Linked DNA regions of Zea mays: regions 1 and 2 are each linked to region 3. The links are chromatin contacts, called in public Hi-C maps. All regions are on one chromosome and are shown on one strand. Each heading gives the region's core, a stretch centred on a gene start, on an enhancer-like site or on the middle of the called end of the contact. The rest is flanking DNA. Distances are from core to core; before and after follow the strand shown.

Evidence for each region. Hi-C and Micro-C count contacts between places; a contact is called where the count stands out from the background.
Region 1: a contact with region 3 is called in a Hi-C map of leaf, with 4 times the contacts expected there. The contact joins the enhancer-like site here to the promoter of LOC100282797 in region 3. A contact is called at or near these places in 2 of 25 Hi-C or Micro-C datasets (both in leaf).
Region 2: a Hi-C map of tassel shows a contact between it and region 3, with 2.5 times the contacts expected there. The contact joins the promoter of LOC100274514 here to the promoter of LOC100282797 in region 3. A contact is called at or near these places in 4 of 25 Hi-C or Micro-C datasets (bundle sheath, ear, leaf and 1 more).

What each region holds. Positions count from the first base shown.
Region 1 is chr3:159,604,492-159,607,576 of Zm-B73-REFERENCE-NAM-5.0, forward strand. No RefSeq gene overlaps it. Among protein-coding and RNA genes, the nearest start is that of LOC103650822, 47 kb to the right of the region's middle. Within about 2 kb of position 1,515, at least 4 of the 20 cell types and tissues checked have an H3K27ac peak or open chromatin away from gene starts, as enhancers often do. A contact at or near this core is called in leaf, where this site is marked.
Region 2 is chr3:159,313,148-159,316,135 of Zm-B73-REFERENCE-NAM-5.0, forward strand. It overlaps LOC100274514, which reads left to right and starts at 1,541. Exons shown (of 4, transcript NM_001148871.2): 1 at 1,541-1,813; 2 at 2,829-2,988. The coding sequence starts at 1,699.
Region 3 is chr3:159,459,887-159,463,279 of Zm-B73-REFERENCE-NAM-5.0, forward strand. It overlaps LOC100282797, which reads right to left and starts at 1,784. Exons shown (of 6, transcript NM_001155703.1): 1 at 1,404-1,784; 2 at 595-732; 3 at 333-458. The coding sequence starts at 452.

The DNA of each region.
Region 1 (3,085 bases), core at 265-2,764, 140 kb after region 3:
CCAGCATGCGAACGACCAGGTTACAGGTATGGTTTGCAGTTGTTGTGCTGGTAAATGCTGCTATTTTGATAAGTACTGGCAGGCTTCGCACCTCTTGACTAACTCGACTGCATCACTTTTTGCCGTTGGCCAGTAGAAACCCGACCTGAAGACCTTCCCAACCAGGGTCCTAGATGCTGCGTGTATCCCGCATTGCCCTGCATGGACCTCATCCAGAAGTTGTTTTCCAGTAGCTGAGAGAATGCATTTCATGAGGACTCCTGATGCGCCCCTTCTGTATAGTGTTTCCCCAATGAGAGTGTAATGAGCTGACTGCCTCGCAATGCGTTCAGCTGCAATTTTGTCATCTGGTTCCTCCTCATTCTTTATATATGTAACACCCTGAATTTGGGGTATAAAAATTTCTTTTCTAATATCCACCGAATTCAGGTGCCACTCTCTCATTTCTTTGCTTTCCTTCTCTTTTTCCTAAAAATGGAGAATTATTTTGTTTTATGTTGGCATAAAACTAGTGGAATAAAATCTTAGAGGAACTTTGATTATTGCATTCATGCCGATGCATAGTGTTTATGAGTGCATAATGTTTCGTAACAGATTAAAATATCTCGATGATGTTTCCAAGAGTTTTTAGAATCTTTGGAACGTTTTTCGAGTATTAAATATGAATTTTAGTTTTTCTAATATTAATTAAATACCTAAAATTTAGTATTTGCAAAAACTATAAAATTCTGGAAACTCGATAATATATGTATATATATTTTCCTCTCGTCGAGTCTATTCCAGATCTCGTGTCCTTTTCGCGGGATCGTTAAAATGTCTTTCCTCGCAAACGTCATGCTGCTCGTGTCTACCCTCGTCGTGCTCACAACTGTCTCTCTCGCTCGGTCGCGACGCGATTCCGCGACGAATTTGGCAACCACCTCCCACGCTATCTCCTTTCTATATACACACAGCACCCCATCGTCGCATAACCCCTCGTCTCCCTCCCCAGATCTAAATCGCGCAGGACCAGGCATCCCATCCAGACGGTTATTGGTCTTCTTGCGTGCGCAGGTGAGCCCTCTCCCTCTCTCCCCTCCTCTGCGTGCTCCCTCCTTTTTTCCGATCAGGCTGCTGTGCCGTGGCCATGTCCCATGCGGCAGGGCGTCTTCAATCCATGGCTGCCTCCCCTGCGTGCTCCCTCTGTTTTCCTCGGCCGGCGGCGCGGTGTGGCCAGGCTCGACGTCCCCGGGCGCGGCGTCTCGGCGCGGGTGCGCGCGAGCTCGGCGCAGCCAGCGCGGCAGCCAGCCAGCGCGGCGGCCAGCGCGCACGGCAGCCAGCACAGCTTGCCCAGCGCGACGCGATAAGCAGCCGGCAGCCGCGCGGCGGCTCGCCCGTGGGCCCAGGCGTCGGGGCCCCTGCTCCCTCGCGCAAATAGGCAGCCGGCGCTCTGCTCTTGCCGGTCGACCAGCGCTGCCCCGACGTGGTTAGTCCCCTTGGTCAAGCCCGATATCCACGGCATTTTCTTCTCCATGGTAGTTTCCTGGAAGATCGTGCGTTCCGTAGAGAAGAAAAAGAGGAAAACACCCACACGTCATGGCCCACCATGGGATTATTTGTGGCTATTGAAAAATCAATGACCCTTCATGTGGCCTCGATCTAGCCGATAGAATCGCGCCACGTTGCCTTAAACCCGCAAAAAATTATTTACTCGATATCCTTTGCGTTAGATGTCCGATTTATTCCTTCCCGGGTGTATTAGCTTCGCAATAATCTCATGTGCACGTTAAAAAAATATTATTTTATCGTAACACATGTTTTAGTTGATTAATTAATTATGTGTTTGTTTGATGGTTAGTGTAATGGCGATTCTGTTAAGATTATTTTATAGATTTAAGTTGCGATTTTATAAATACATGTTAACGTAATTAATACCAACTCAAATCTTTTGATTTAAATACTTGCCTAGTGTAATCACGATACATGTTTAGCAATTCTCATATGTCGCGTCTTTTATAATCGGGATTATTATTTATACAGTATAATTTGTGTCATAAATCTGTTTTGACTTGTTTCAGTCGCGTTAACTTTGTAACCTCATCGCCAACCTGCTAGTAACATTATTTCGTCGTGAGACATGTTCTAATTAATTAGTTGATTATTTATTTATCCGAGTTATTAATGTAGTAGTTTGCTTAAGCTAATTTATAGTTTTAGACACGCTTCATTTATATCTGTTAATAGGATTATATCTACACAAATGTTTTTGAATTAATATTTATTTAGTATAAACACGATATCTGATAGCGATTCTCGCGTGTTGCTGCGCGCTGAATCGCGTGCCTTTCGCGTGTCGCGCTGTTTCGCGTGTTGTCGTGCGTGTCGTCGCGCGTGCTATTCGCACGCGTTGCCGCGTGCCGTTTTCGCACATTGTCGCTTGCCGCGCGCTGTCCGCGCGCAATATTAAATCAACGGCTCAGTAACTACACATTAACTTTTATGGTCGTCTGATTTACTCTATTCTAATTGTTTTACCTTCACAATAATATCGTATACACGTTAAAAATATTATTTTGTCGTACCTCATGCTTTAGTTAATTAATTAATTAATTGTTGGCCATGCTTTATTATAAACCGATAAATGTAGTGATTCTCGTGTCATTGTGCTGTCCGTGGGCGTCGTCGCACCATCTATGCGTTGTTCGCGCGTGATGTTCTTGTGGCGCGCGTGCTGTTCACGCAAGTCGTTGCACGTCGTTTACGTGCTGGTTCACGCGTCTTTCGCGCTGGTCGCGCGCACTGTCTCATGCGTTGTTCACATGCTACGTCGCGCGTGCCCGCACGTCGTCTGCACGCTGTCGTATTGTTTCATGCATCGTAAATTCGCTTCGCTTAGAATCTCTCGTGCTAATTATATTAGTTATTTGTTTGATAGCTATTAGTGTGGTAGATTTAATCAAAACTACATAACGGTTATAAGTTATATTTTACAATATCAAATTAAATGTCCTAGCTACTACTTGCGTAGCGTAAACGTTATAACTCCTCGATCGAAGCTTCGACTGTCGGGTTCCTTTTCCCTCGCGTGACCGTAGTAACGCGCTCT
Region 2 (2,988 bases), core at 291-2,790, 150 kb before region 3:
AATCCCGAGACCCCGCTGAGAGTGGCCTGGCCCCCACACCGAGAGGTCCGGGACCCGTCCCGGGGGCACGGCGTCACCCCTGCGGAGGTCCTGGACTCTGCCCGGAGGTCCGGTCCGTATATGCAGGGGTCCGATACTTTTCCATGGGGTCCGGACCCATCATTAATACCTTGGAGTGTATCACCTTCTCTGGCCACGTGGCGGCCCTGGAGCTGTCCACGTGGCGGGGTTGGGTGCTGTTTATCGCGCGTTTAGAGATAGGCGCGCGGGCACCGCACCTTCATACTATAGTAAGGGGTACCCCTGTTCCAGGGTACCGATAGGTTCGACTTGAAAAGTTTCCTAGCACTTAGATGAACATAGTTAGCAACTAAAAACAGTTTACTTAGTGCTAGAATCATATCTTATTCTTTTAATGTGATAGGATTTGCAATATGGTTTGATTTAGACGTAAGAGGTATGAAGGTTATGCAGGACGATCCCCATTCTTCTCAATGTTGCAACGACTGTTGTAACGATGAGGGCTAAGTACAGGACCTCGTCGTCGAGCCCTTTCCAGTAGTTTTATTCATCGTGTCCCATGGGCTTTGGGTTTTTAACTCGACACGCCTTTTCTTTAGTAGAGGCTACAATACATAGTTAGAATACATAATTCTAACTATAAATCCTATAAGTAGGTTTCCATTCATGGTGTCTAAAAAATATGCACCACCAACACCTTCATGTAACGCCATGCAATCTTTATTTGCTTTTGGTTGTCTTCCTTATGCTGAAGTTGAGTCCCGTGTCCAGAAGAGTAGCAAGTGCATAGCTCGGAATACCACCTTTAACTGAAGTGTAGTCCATATTTTATGGAAATCTGGGTTCTTAGATAATCTATCTATCATGAGAATCTAGATATCATTGGGCTTACGTGCGGAGGAAGATGAAAGGGTCTGCACGGTTTTGGATTTAGAAAGCGACAAACGTCTCATCACAAAGGCAGGAAGATGAAGGGGTCTCCACGGTTTTGGATTTAGAAAGCGACAAACGTCTCATCGTAAAGGCTCGACGAATTCTCATTCACGTTGATTTAAATGATTTAAAAAAAATGATTCTCACATAAATGAGCTAAAAGCAAAACGTTTGGGTGCCACAAACCGATTCTGACGGACAGAATCCGGCCAAGACCAAAGCAAATAAGACCATAATCCACTTATAAGCAGAAACAAACATAGCTAGCTACAAAATCACTTTATAAACAGCTACAGGGGAAAAAAAGACACCCTCAAAATTCCAAAAACTCCATGGATTATTTTGGGCCATTTGAGAGCAGTGAGTACTGACAAGCAGTAGTGACATGTCAAAATGGCGCCTTGTACTACTACCGGTCGTGGAGGGCAACCTGGCAGCTGTCCTCTCCCCTCCACCGACAGCTCGTCGCTGACGGCGACGGCCCGCAAGCCACCGCCATCATCGCCACTCGCCCACTCCACCGCTCGCTCCCACACCTGTGCCAGTGCCATCCCTTTTTGACTCCTCGGCCTCCCTCAAATCAGTCGTCACCACCTCACTGTCCGGCTGTCCCTGTCCCTGTCCCTGCGCATCAATCAATCCCACGGTCTTCCTGCCGCTTCCTCGGCTGCCCCCATCCTCCGAATCCTGCCTCGCCTCGATCTCCCCGTTCCTCGTGTTCCGACGGAGGGTGGCGGGCGACTAATGGGGACGGGGGCGGGGAGCGCGCGGGCTCTGGCCGTGGCGTTCGCCGTCTCGCTTCTCGCCTGCTCTGGCGCCGTCGCTGTCGCCAGGGCGCAGGACACCGAGCGGATCGAAGGTATGCCCGCCGGCTGGACCTCGCCTGGCCTGGTTCGCTCTCCTACCCCTTTCCCCTTCCTTGCGCCACGCTCAGACTACGCATTGCCTCGCTCCCCCTCCTGCCTCTCGACGCGCGCCGGTGGTTGCAAGTGGATCTGCCGCCGCCGCCACGATTGGAATTGGAAGTGTGGAACCCTATGAAGCAGCAGCTTTGGCCACACGAGCGGGCGGGCGCAGATCTGCCGTTGGATCAGCTCCTGGCTCAGGCGGTCCACCGCTTTCCTTCGCCTAGTCAATGATTCCAAGGAGTTAGCGGCCGCACTCAGCTGTCACTTCTGCTCACTTTGCGGGATGAAATACACATCCCATTCCCCGGCTAGGCAGTTGACACGGTTGCACACATGTGCCTCAGGATCCCGAGGTCAACTTAGTAACACATGTTATTCCTCCGCACCCTCAGATTGTGTGCATCTGAGCATAAGCAAGGCATAATCCTGCCTTGCTTATGCTCGGCAGCAGAGCTTCACTGCACAGGTGTATTTCGATTCTTTTCCAACTTCCAAGTAGATATGGCCAAACCCGAGGCCATGGAAACTAGCCAACTTTTCTGCGAAATATAAGCAAGGGCACCTCAGGCAGTAGACACTAGCAGTACAGATTAGCAGACTTACCTGAATGTTTTAATGGTTACTCCCTCCGGTCAGCAAAACCTGACGTTTCAGACAGTGGAACTGATATATGCATTATCCATGCTTTTGAGTTGGAGTTCACTAACTGAAATTCTAACCTTCTTGACTTTATAAAGCCACCGACGACCATCAAAATTCTTGCTTCATATCATGTACAGCTAGATCCTACTACTAAAACTATTCTTAAGGCTCATAAAAATTCATAGTAAACTGTATACGGTGGCTACTGGTTCGTATGGCTTCAGCTACGCGTCGCAGCGGAACTGCAATGGCTTTGAAATTAGGATCGTGGTATTACAGTTCAGAATTTCTCACATTTTCTTTGTGATCGTAACTAAATTCCAGGAAGTGCTGGTGATGTGCTCGAAGACGATCCCGTTGGGAGGCTCAAGGTGTATGTCTACGAGTTGCCGACCAAGTACAACAAGAAGATGGTGGCTAAAGACTCTAGGTGTCTCAGCCACATGTTTGCCGCGGAGATCTTCATGCACCGCTTCCTACTGTC
Region 3 (3,393 bases), core at 534-3,033:
AGGCAAGTCTTTCCCCCGTAAATGCAGAGAGGATGCTTCGAACCCTAGACCCAGTGAGACAGCTCTCACCACTGCACTAAGCCTGCCCTTCCCAATGCATCTATCAGCACAGAATATTTTGAAAGAAAAGAGAAAATGTGTCATTTTGGAAAAAAAATGGTAAATATCTAAACCCCGAAAGTTACTTATAACTAAATCATATCAACATGCTACTGACAGCAGTTGCATGGAGTCAGAAGTATCAAAATCCACATATCAATCAATGTGACATTTTGGATCAGTTGGTTAGAGCCTAGAATATACTTGAAAAAATGGATAAAAGTTCATATTACCCCGCCAAAAATGCTGTGGAAAAGATGCCTCAAGGATACGCATTGCCTATAGATAGGGTTGTTTGGATAGACATATTCATCAAATTCTTCAGCACTGAGGCAGCAGCAGAACCCACCCATAATTCACTGGAAAATGTACAAATCCAGAATATCAGAACACAACTAAACAATCACAAAGAACAAGTTCTATAGCTTTCACATATCAGATGAGATCATAATGCTGACTATCTAAATGAAAATGAAATAAGGTTCCAGGAAATACCTTCGAAGTAGTTCCGTTGCCCCTGTAGAAGAAATTGGTTTTGACACTAAAGATGGAGTGGAAACAAGTTCACTTTCCCGGGCAGTTGATAGAAACTCTGAGTTTACCATGAACAATACTGGTAAAACATTCCCTAAGCTGTTCAACGAATAAAAAAGGAATCACCTTTAGATTACTGCATTGAGGGGAAAAACTTACTTTTTTGAAAGATCTAGCATGACTGGTAGCTTATTATGAGAAGAGTCACATACACAGGACGCTCCTACAAGTACCAGAAGTCCAGAACCAGTAGACTGCTGGGTCTGGATGACGAATGGGCGTACCCAGTGCCGTAGGCTTCCCGCACTGTGCGGGGTCTGGGGAAGGATATCTTTAAGCATCAAGTCTTACCCGCATAATATGCAGAGGCTAGGGCTCGAACCCGAGACCTTATGGTTACAGACGGTAGGCTCTACCGCTGCTGGGTCTGGATGACGAATGAGGCAAAATTACCATAAGTCTCCCTCATTCAGCTTCCTAGCTACAGGGACGAACGATACAATGGGTTCGTAAGCTGTAATCCTGCAGATCTCATGACTGCGCTATGCAGCCGAAATTCAACTGCCGCATCGATTCATGAGTGTATTGTACTACCCGTGGCAGGTTGACGCATGAATACTAACTGAAAGAAAGATCGAAGGCTAGGAAGCACAACTGTAACCCAAAATGCCACACTAACAGTTTCAGTAGAGTACACATTCTCTCTTTTGCGCGAGCCTGAGAACTGAGAACGAATACGTGTGCTCAAGATCAGGCCGCTAGATCCTTACCGTCTGTCGAGTGAACTAAAAGTGCTAGGAGTGGCGCGAAGCGCTTGCTCGGAGCAACTGGCATCTGCGAGCATAGCACAGCTGCATCCTCGGCCGATCTGCATCTTGCGCTGACAGGCGTCGAGAGGAGCCCCACTCCCATCGCAAGGCAATCGCGGCAGTACGCAGCCCCCCTATAAAGCGGCGTCGACAGGAGCGAGGGCCAGGGAAGGCGAGCAGCGCCGACAGATCGCGGCTGGTTGGCTGAGGAACTGGGCACCGACTGACAGCGATAGGGAGGTGAGAGAGGGGGCGCGTGGTGGAGCTCACCTCTCGTGCAACACGCCGCCTGCGAGGACGTCCACGGGATCGGGAGGGGCGGGCGGGCGGCGCGCCCAGGCGGAGGAGGGGAAAGCGGCGAGAAGCGGAGACACTGAGCCTGGTGGAGTTGGGGGGAGCGGCGGAGCGGAGGCTAGGGAGGGGATGGGACATCGGAGGGTTGGTGCGCGTGCGGACTCCCAGTGCGTTGCCGTGTCGCTGTGTGTGCGCGCTCACGCCAGATGCTATTTTTTTTTCCTGCACAAAATGTAGACATGTGTGTTAAAAAAAGGTACCACGTTACCAATATGCCTGAATTTACTTTTTATTTTGCCATGCGTATTCCCTCCATTCTAAACTACATGGCACTTTAGCTTTGCAGTAAACAAACTTCTTTAACGTTTATAAAGTTTATAAAATAATCTACAAGCATCTAAAGCATCCAATTAATGTTATGAATTACTCATATTGAAATATATCTTGACATCGTATTAATTTTCTAACATTCGAAGTTTAACTAAACATAGATAAAGTGAGCATAGTATCTATTTCTATATTTTGTTGTGCCAAAAATAAACATACAGACGAAGGTGCCAAACGTCACTACAGTGACGAGCCAGTTACTAATGGTCAGTGGCCTGTCGCTGCTGTCTGTCCTAACCAACGTAATGCTAACCACGGACGGCTGATGCTAAATTGCTAATTGCCAAAACTATTCTTTTCTTTTCACAACATGTGCATCGTCGCACCGGTGCTTTGCTTTTGCGCAATTGTGTTGTTGTGCAAATACATCTTCCTTCACATTCTTTTTTGTCTTCATCTAAGTGCTAACCACTCCATCACGTGTGTTGCATTGAATGCTAAGTAATTAACTAGAGTAGATGTCATGGATTAATGCATGTGTCAAGTTGTTAAGTCGGCTGAAATCTATCAGGTCGGAAACTCAAAAAATTGGGCTTTGCTCAACTAGATAAAACCCTAGTAAAAAAACTTCTAAAATCATGTAAAGTCGAACCATAGTAAGTGATTGAGTGCATAAAGAAAAGTACATATATTTTTATGTCAAATGGATATGCTATGTTATATTACATGATAAAGTGAAATTGTTACTTAGTATCATAATATTGGCATGTTTTTTTTAAAAAAAATATCGTTCAAAGGTACATTAGTTTCACTTTGGCTAAACATATAAGTTTTTTATGAAGTTGTAGGACTTGGCATCAATAAAGGAAATGTGTTCTCTTTTATTTAATCGCTAGCAAAAAATCTCTAGAGTGAGCATAATAGAGAAGATGTTAGAGAATGAAACGATATAGCGATATTCCTTTAATGCCAGTAGCACTTATATAGTACCGCTATGTATTGTTTTGTATACTAGACTAATCCAACAACACTTAATCTATCATATATACATAATTTTAATATGCATAATAAATATAATATCATTACATTTTTAATTTAAATGTACATAATATAATTTAAATATGTACAGTTCTAATTATATATATATATATATATATATATATTGCTACATGTACTTTAAATTTATATATACGGCTAGTTATACTTTAAAGTTATACAATATAATTTAAAATGAAATTGTGTGCATTTGATTAAAAATATTACGCCATCATATTGCTTATGTATTTTTTGGATTATATATAGGTGCTAAATTAAGTGTTGTTTAATTTTT